Linked DNA regions of Ovis aries: region 2 is linked to region 1. The links are chromatin contacts, called in public Hi-C maps. All regions are on one chromosome and are shown on one strand. Each heading gives the region's core, a stretch centred on a gene start, on an enhancer-like site or on the middle of the called end of the contact. The rest is flanking DNA. Distances are from core to core; before and after follow the strand shown.

The links. A called contact is a pair of places that touch in the nucleus more often than the background predicts.
Region 2: a contact with region 1 is called in a Hi-C map of tail adipose tissue, with 4 times the contacts expected there. The contact joins the promoter of THBS1 here to the enhancer-like site in region 1. A contact is called at or near these places in 3 of 16 Hi-C or Micro-C datasets (hypothalamus and tail adipose tissue).

What each region holds. Positions count from the first base shown.
Region 1 is chr7:32,956,857-32,960,208 of ARS-UI_Ramb_v3.0, forward strand. No RefSeq gene overlaps it. Among named protein-coding and RNA genes, the nearest start is that of THBS1, 480 kb to the right of the region's middle. Within about 2 kb of position 1,530, at least 10 of the 54 cell types and tissues checked have an H3K27ac peak or open chromatin away from gene starts, as enhancers often do. A contact at or near this core is called in tail adipose tissue, where this site is marked.
Region 2 is chr7:33,432,508-33,435,859 of ARS-UI_Ramb_v3.0, forward strand. It overlaps THBS1 (thrombospondin 1), which reads left to right and starts at 1,624. Exons shown (of 21, transcript XM_060418583.1): 1 at 1,624-1,781; 2 at 2,371-2,466; 3 at 2,724-3,283. The coding sequence starts at 2,400.

The DNA.
Region 1 (3,352 bases), core at 280-2,779:
CAATTAAAAAATTAGCAGAGGACTGGAATAAACATTTTTCTAAAGAAGATATACAAATGACCAACAGACACTTGAAAAGATGCTCAACATCACTGATTGTCATGGAAATGCAAATCAAAAGCACAGTGAAATACCACCACACAGGTGTCAGAATTTCTAATATGAAAGAGATAATATATAAGAAGTGTTGGCGAGGATGTAGAGAAAGGGAACCTTGAGCAGTATTGGTAAGAATAGAAATTGGTACAGCTACTGTGCGAAAGAGTATGGAGATTGCTCAAAAAAATTAAAGCAAGAACCACTGTGCAATCCAGCAATTCCAATTCTAGGTATTCTTTCAAAGAAAATCAGAACACTAACTCAAAAAGACATCTGAACCCCTATGTTCAGATCAGCATTATTCACAATAGCCAATATATGGAAGCAACCTAAGTGTCCACTAATAGATGAATTGATAAAGGTGTGGTATAGGTGTGTATATATATATATATATATATACACACACACCCACACACAGGCAAACACACACACAATGTAATATCACTCAGCCATCAAAAAAAATAATAAAATCTTGCCATTTGTGACAACATGGAATAAGTGAAGTCAGACAGAGAAAGACAAATACCATATAACTTCACTTATATATGGAATCTAAAAAACAGATAAAATTTAGAAAAACAAAACAAATGAACAAACGTAACAAAGCAGAAATAGAATCATAGATACAGAGAACACATACGTAGTTGCCAGATGGGAGGTTAGTGGAGGGATGAGAGGAATAGATGGGAAATTAAAAGGTAAAACTTCCAGTTAGTTACAAAAGAAGTGAGTCACAAGGATGAAAAGTACCTTATGAATGATATAGTCAATAATAATGTAATAGCTTTATAAGGTGACTAGATTTGCAAACATTTTCTTAAAAAAAGAAAAAAAATATTCCCAGTTATTCTAATAAGCAATTAGTTTTGGAAATGGCCGAGAATAACTCCTGGGGAAGCAAAATACTAAACATTAGTCGAATACAAAGCAAAATACAAAAAACTTAACAATTCTAGTGTCAGAAGGTTTATTTCACATTGAGCAACATATTCTAGAAAACAAGTAGACCCAGGAAGAGGACATTTCAGTCACATAAAGTCACATGTCCCTGCCTGGGTGATCAGATGGAGAATAAGGATTCAGTCCAGCAAGAGCCACCTGCCCTCTCTCAAGTGCAGGCTGCAGCTGAAGAGACAATAATACAGCTGTGGAATATCATCAGAGAGTCCCTTTACCCACATTCTTGTCCTGATGAGTCACTCGGTGGAAAAAAAGTATGTAACTGTTGTGTACTGAATCTCAGCCTCTGAAATCAGGCAGCGAATCAATTCACTTTAGAGAAGGGGCAAAATCCCTCTCTCCTGCCTTCTGTAGTGGAGGTGACCCAGTCCTCGGCTCCCCATGCCCCTCCATGCCAAGTAAGCAGGCTGTGGGGTTCCTGGTAAAGAGAAGTTTTCTTCTTTGAATCAAGCTAGACTGATGTGAATTGTGAAACGTCCAAACAACTTTGCAATGCTCTCTGCTTAACAATGCTATACTATGTTATCCTGACAAAGGGCTATGCAAAGGCTAAAATAAAATCAGTGAGTCCCAATTCATCCAGTAAATGTACTTTGGAGATCTCTGATCTAGCTCACTCAATTAAACCATTGTTAGCAAAATCAGTTAGGATTTTGTCTTGTATTTGTTCTGTCACCTTGAGGGTTTATTCTTAAAAATGACTGTTTTGAAGAAAATTACCAGGTGACCTCCCCCCTAAAAATCCAAACTGATTTATTTATTTTTTATTGAGTTGCTATTGCCTACTCAACAGCTTCATTTGGATGTCTAGTAGGCAGCTCAAATTTAACATGCTCTCCACTAAATTCTTGAGTTCCTGTCCTGTAATCCAAACCTGCATTTCCGCCCATCTTTCCATTTCACAAGTACTCACTATTCACCATTATGACTAGGTAAAAAACCTAGAAGCTTTTCTTAACTTGTCTCTTCTCTCACACTCAATGTACAATTCATCAAGCCATTATTTTCTCTTACCTAGTGTAGTTGATGCAATTCTGCACTGCTCAGATAGCTCTCTTTAGGACCAAAGTATGCATCCCACCTTACTTCCAAGGAAGTATGGGGCAGATGATATCAGCTATCCCATCACTGGTCACCCTAAAGTTGGCACAATGGGTGTATTAATGGGATGCCCATGGTCACAGGAATGGAGGCTATGCTTGGGGCCAACAGTACAGGATTCCATTCATCAAGACTGCTGTGCCTATTGCTGCCACTGAATTTACAATCTGCTAGGAATAAAGAACAAACCTGAGTCTCTAATGCAGCACTAGTCCTTGACAAGACGAATCAGTCACATGTTGGCAAGTTAACTACACTGGTTCCCTTCCATCCAGAAATGGGTATGACTCCCTTGACTGGAATTAATTCATATTCTGGTTATAGGTTTGCGTTCCCTGTGTGCTAGGTCTCAGCCGGTACCAACTATTCAAAGAAACAAGAGTTTGACCCACCAACATGGAATCCAGCATCACATGGCAGCAAATTAGGGAATCCATTTCATAGCACAGAGGTTAACAGTAACAAGCTGACCTTGAAATGTGCTTTACTGTTGGCTGAACTGGATTAAATCCCAGCACTGCTAATTACTATGCTTGGGACCACAGGCTCCACCGGATCTATCACATGTCACAGTACCCAGAGACATCTGGTTCGATAGAGCTATGGAAGCTCTATCTGTCCTTGTGAAGGTGCAACTCTGGAGCCAGCCTAAAGATAAGGAAGACACACATACACCTTAAATCAATCTTTGTTATGTGGTGCCATATTATCAAAAAGGAACATACACGGATTCGGGAAATAGATCACATAAGTAAGAGTAACTCTGCTTCCCTGTCAGTGACCCACTTGAGGAATCTGTGCTTCTCATCAATACAACTAAGGTTTTGTGGATATGGAAGTCATGTTTCTCAGAGAAGGGACATTTTTACCAGTGAACATAAGAGTTTTATTAAGTCTTAAGGTAAAGTTGCTACTTAGTCACTTTGGGTTCCTTGGTCAAGAGATCAACAGGTTAGGAAAGGAACTGCCATCCTAGTAGATCTAAGTGAAACTGATTAGGGTAGAAATGGATGTCAAGAGCAATAAGCGTCCTGCAGAGGTGCCAGTAGTGAGAAACTTCAAATGGGAACATTTCTTTGCTCTGCAAAAATTAAGTTCTGTTTTAGGATGTCTCTTTTTGGAAGGTGAAAGAAAGTTTCATTAACGAAGAACAATAACTTCCATATAATATGTGCTTACTCTGTGTTTGGCA
Region 2 (3,352 bases), core at 374-2,873, 480 kb after region 1:
TCCAATAGAGGTTTTTATTTCTGTCTCCCAGCATGTGAAATCTGTCAGGTTTAGCAACTACTTAAGCAACAAACAAACAGCTGTCTTAAGAACATACTTGTCATCTTCTAGAGGTGTTTGCTGTGTACTGAGTAACTAGTAAACACTCCATCACCCACATGACCCTTGTCACACAACACTCCCACCCAAGAAAAGTGAAATTGCCAGTTGGATGAATGTTTACACACTTGTGGGTGTTGGGAATCCGGCCAGGTGTGAATGCTAAGGAGGGAAGTGAACCCTAGGGATTCCCCTGGCCGGTGACTGAGATCCTTATTTGGTGAAGCTACTACCTGCGCCCTGGGTCCCAGGGCCAGCCTGATAGCCTGGGATCACAGCAGGGGAAGTGCGGCTGCTGACGTCCCAGCCGAAGAGATGAATGGAATTCCAGGCAGCTGGAGTCATGCTGGCTTGGGACGGTGGCTTGGACACCAAACTTCCAATGACAGAAGCATTAAGCAAGCGGCAGCACTCACGGCAGTTGGTGCACCCACAGAAATGCAACCCACACCTCAGTTTCGGGAGCCTAAAAATGAAAAGAACGTTCAGGGAGGAGGGGGGAAGGAAATAAAATGATAGGAAGAAGGTAATTTATTACTCCATGAGTCTATTCTGTAAATAGTTCAAGACCCTGGAGCCAGATGGTGCTGCAAATCCTCCAACCAGGAGTCACGTTAAGCAGCACGAGTGGGCACAAAAAACTGTTTTTCAAGACACAATTTCCAATTTGGCTTTAGAACAGTGGGTAAGACTAAGTTTCCTTAACATTCCTGACTAGAAAGAAGCTGTCCGCTCACGTCCCCTTGATCAGAATTCGCACATCGCCCCCAAGCGGCCAGCGGTGGAAGCGCCGCAGCAATTGGGAGATGGCACTTTCCCGGGGACTCGGGCGGCAAGCCCCTGCGGAAAGGCTGCCCCGACGCACGTGGGAAGCCGAGCCCGGTACCCGCACTGCTGGCCAGTGCGACACCCACTCACGTCCATCGGGGGACAGGCGGAGGACAAGCGCGGGGCGAGGGCGGGGGCGCGGCGCTAAGCGGGTTCCGTGGTCCCCACCCCACCTGGATGGATGGACGAGGGTCAACAAGTACCCAAGAGGGAACTCCTTCAACTACTGATTCCCTCTTGGTCCCATTTACCCCGTTGGGCTTATTTTTTTCTGTACAAACGGGTTCGCTCCCCAAGTGTCCACCCTTCAGCCGTCGCGCAGGCATTCAAGGGGACGAGTTTGCCTGAAAGCCTCTCTAAGGGTCTTGGGCTGGGTGGCTAGGGCCCTGTCGGCTCGGGATGCGCGCACAGGGTTTGGGCAGCTCGGCGCCAGAGCCGAAGTGCTGAGCCCGTGAGCGCCAAGGCCGCGTGGGCGGGCACCTATTTTTCTGAGAAGTTCCAGTGCTCCTAGGCGCCGACCCCCGCCGCCCCCCTTCCACCTTCTAGCTGGAAAGTTGTGCGCCAGGCAGCGGGGGGCGGAGAGAGGAACCCAGACTGGCCCCCCTCCCGCTTCCTGCCCCGCGGCCTCCCATTGGTCAGAGGAAACCCCAGGAATGTGAGCGCCCCTTTAAAAGCGCGCGGCTCCTCCGCTCCGCCAGCCACTGCACTCGGGCCGGCCGCTGAGAGCCCACCCTGGCGAGCTCTCCCAGCCGCAGCCTCCGAATCCACGGCCTCCACCCCGCGCCTCTCCAGTTCTCTATCCCGTCGCTGCGCCCTTGTTGCTGGCCCCGGCCGCTACATCCGCGTCCGCACAGGTAGGACTCCCGGGCGGCCGCCGAGGACGAGTGCTGCCCTGGCCAGCCACCTGGAGCTCCCAGGCTTCAGCGCCTCCGGAACCCCGGATCTAATAACTTTCTGCCTTCCCCGTACTGTCGCGGATCTAATAACTTTCTGCCTTCCCCGTACTGTCGCTCCCAGCCTCTGGGGACTCTTGTGGAAGGGCGCCAGAGCCATCCTCTCCAGCCTTGGGGTTCACAGACTAACCCACCAGAACACCCCAAAATTTTCTTTTCCCCAAGTCCTATCAGTGCTCTAGAAAAGGACTGTGCCTCCCTGCGCCCCTAAACTGCATCTCCTGGTCTAGTGTTTACCCTTAACTTCTCAAGGAAAAACCCCTCTCCAGTGGTTGATCTTGCCCCCACCACCTCTTTAAAGCGGTAATCTCCCCTCAACTCTTACTTTCTTCCTGATGCTCTCTCCAAAGTAAATACGGTTGCCCGTCCTTCCAGCAAATGTGGGCCCAAAAGGGGATCCCCAGGGGCCCCAGCCCCAAGGCCAGCCAGGTTTTGCCCACACTCCCTGCTGGGCAGCCTCTGACCCTGGGCTCTGTGCTCCTTGCTGCAGGTTCCTTGCTGGGCACAAATAGCTCCACCATGGGGCTGGCCTGGGGACTCGGTGTCCTGCTCCTCGTGCATGCCTGCGGCTCCAACCGCATTCCAGGTGAGTCTGTATAATACCTTGTGTGGGGGGAGGGAAGAGGAGGAGGTCGGGTTACCCCAGGTGCACTTCCCTCCCTGTGTACTCCTCTCTCAGCTGCTTCTCCCCTGAGCCCTGAGCAAACCTCAGGCTGCCGGTTTCCTCTGACTGCCCTTTATTTAGCTCTTCCAGTGGCTGTCAAGAGCTTTCATTCCAGCCCTCTGCCTCACCCCCTCCCCCAACCCAGGGCGCTCACCATGTGTCCTGCTCTTGTCTAACAGAGTCTGGGGGAGACAACAGTGTGTTTGACATCTTTGAACTCACCGGAGCTGCCCGCAAGGGCTCTGGGCGCCGACTGGTGAAGGGTCCTGACCCTTCTAGCCCAGCTTTCCGCATCGAGGATGCCAACCTGATCCCCCCTGTGCCTGACAAGAAGTTCCAAGACCTAGTGGATGCTGTGCGGGCGGAGAAAGGTTTCCTCCTCCTGGCTTCCCTGAGGCAAATGAAGAAGACCCGAGGTACCCTGCTGGCTGTGGAGCGGAAAGACCACTCTGGCCAGGTCTTCAGCGTGGTCTCCAATGGCAAAGCGGGCACCCTGGACCTGAGCCTGACCGTGCAGGGCAAGCAGCACGTGGTGTCGGTAGAGGAAGCACTCCTGGCGACTGGCCAGTGGAAGAGCATCACCCTATTTGTGCAGGAGGACAGGGCCCAGCTGTACATCGACTGTGAGAAGATGGAGAATGCGGAGCTGGATGTCCCCATCCAGAGCATCTTCACCAGGGACCTGGCCAGCATCGCCAGACTCCGCATTGCCAAAGGAGGCGTCAATGACAATTTCCAGGTGAGGCCGCTTTGATTCCTGATCCACGGGGTCAACTGCTAGGCAGCTTATGACCAGGAGCAGCAGGGG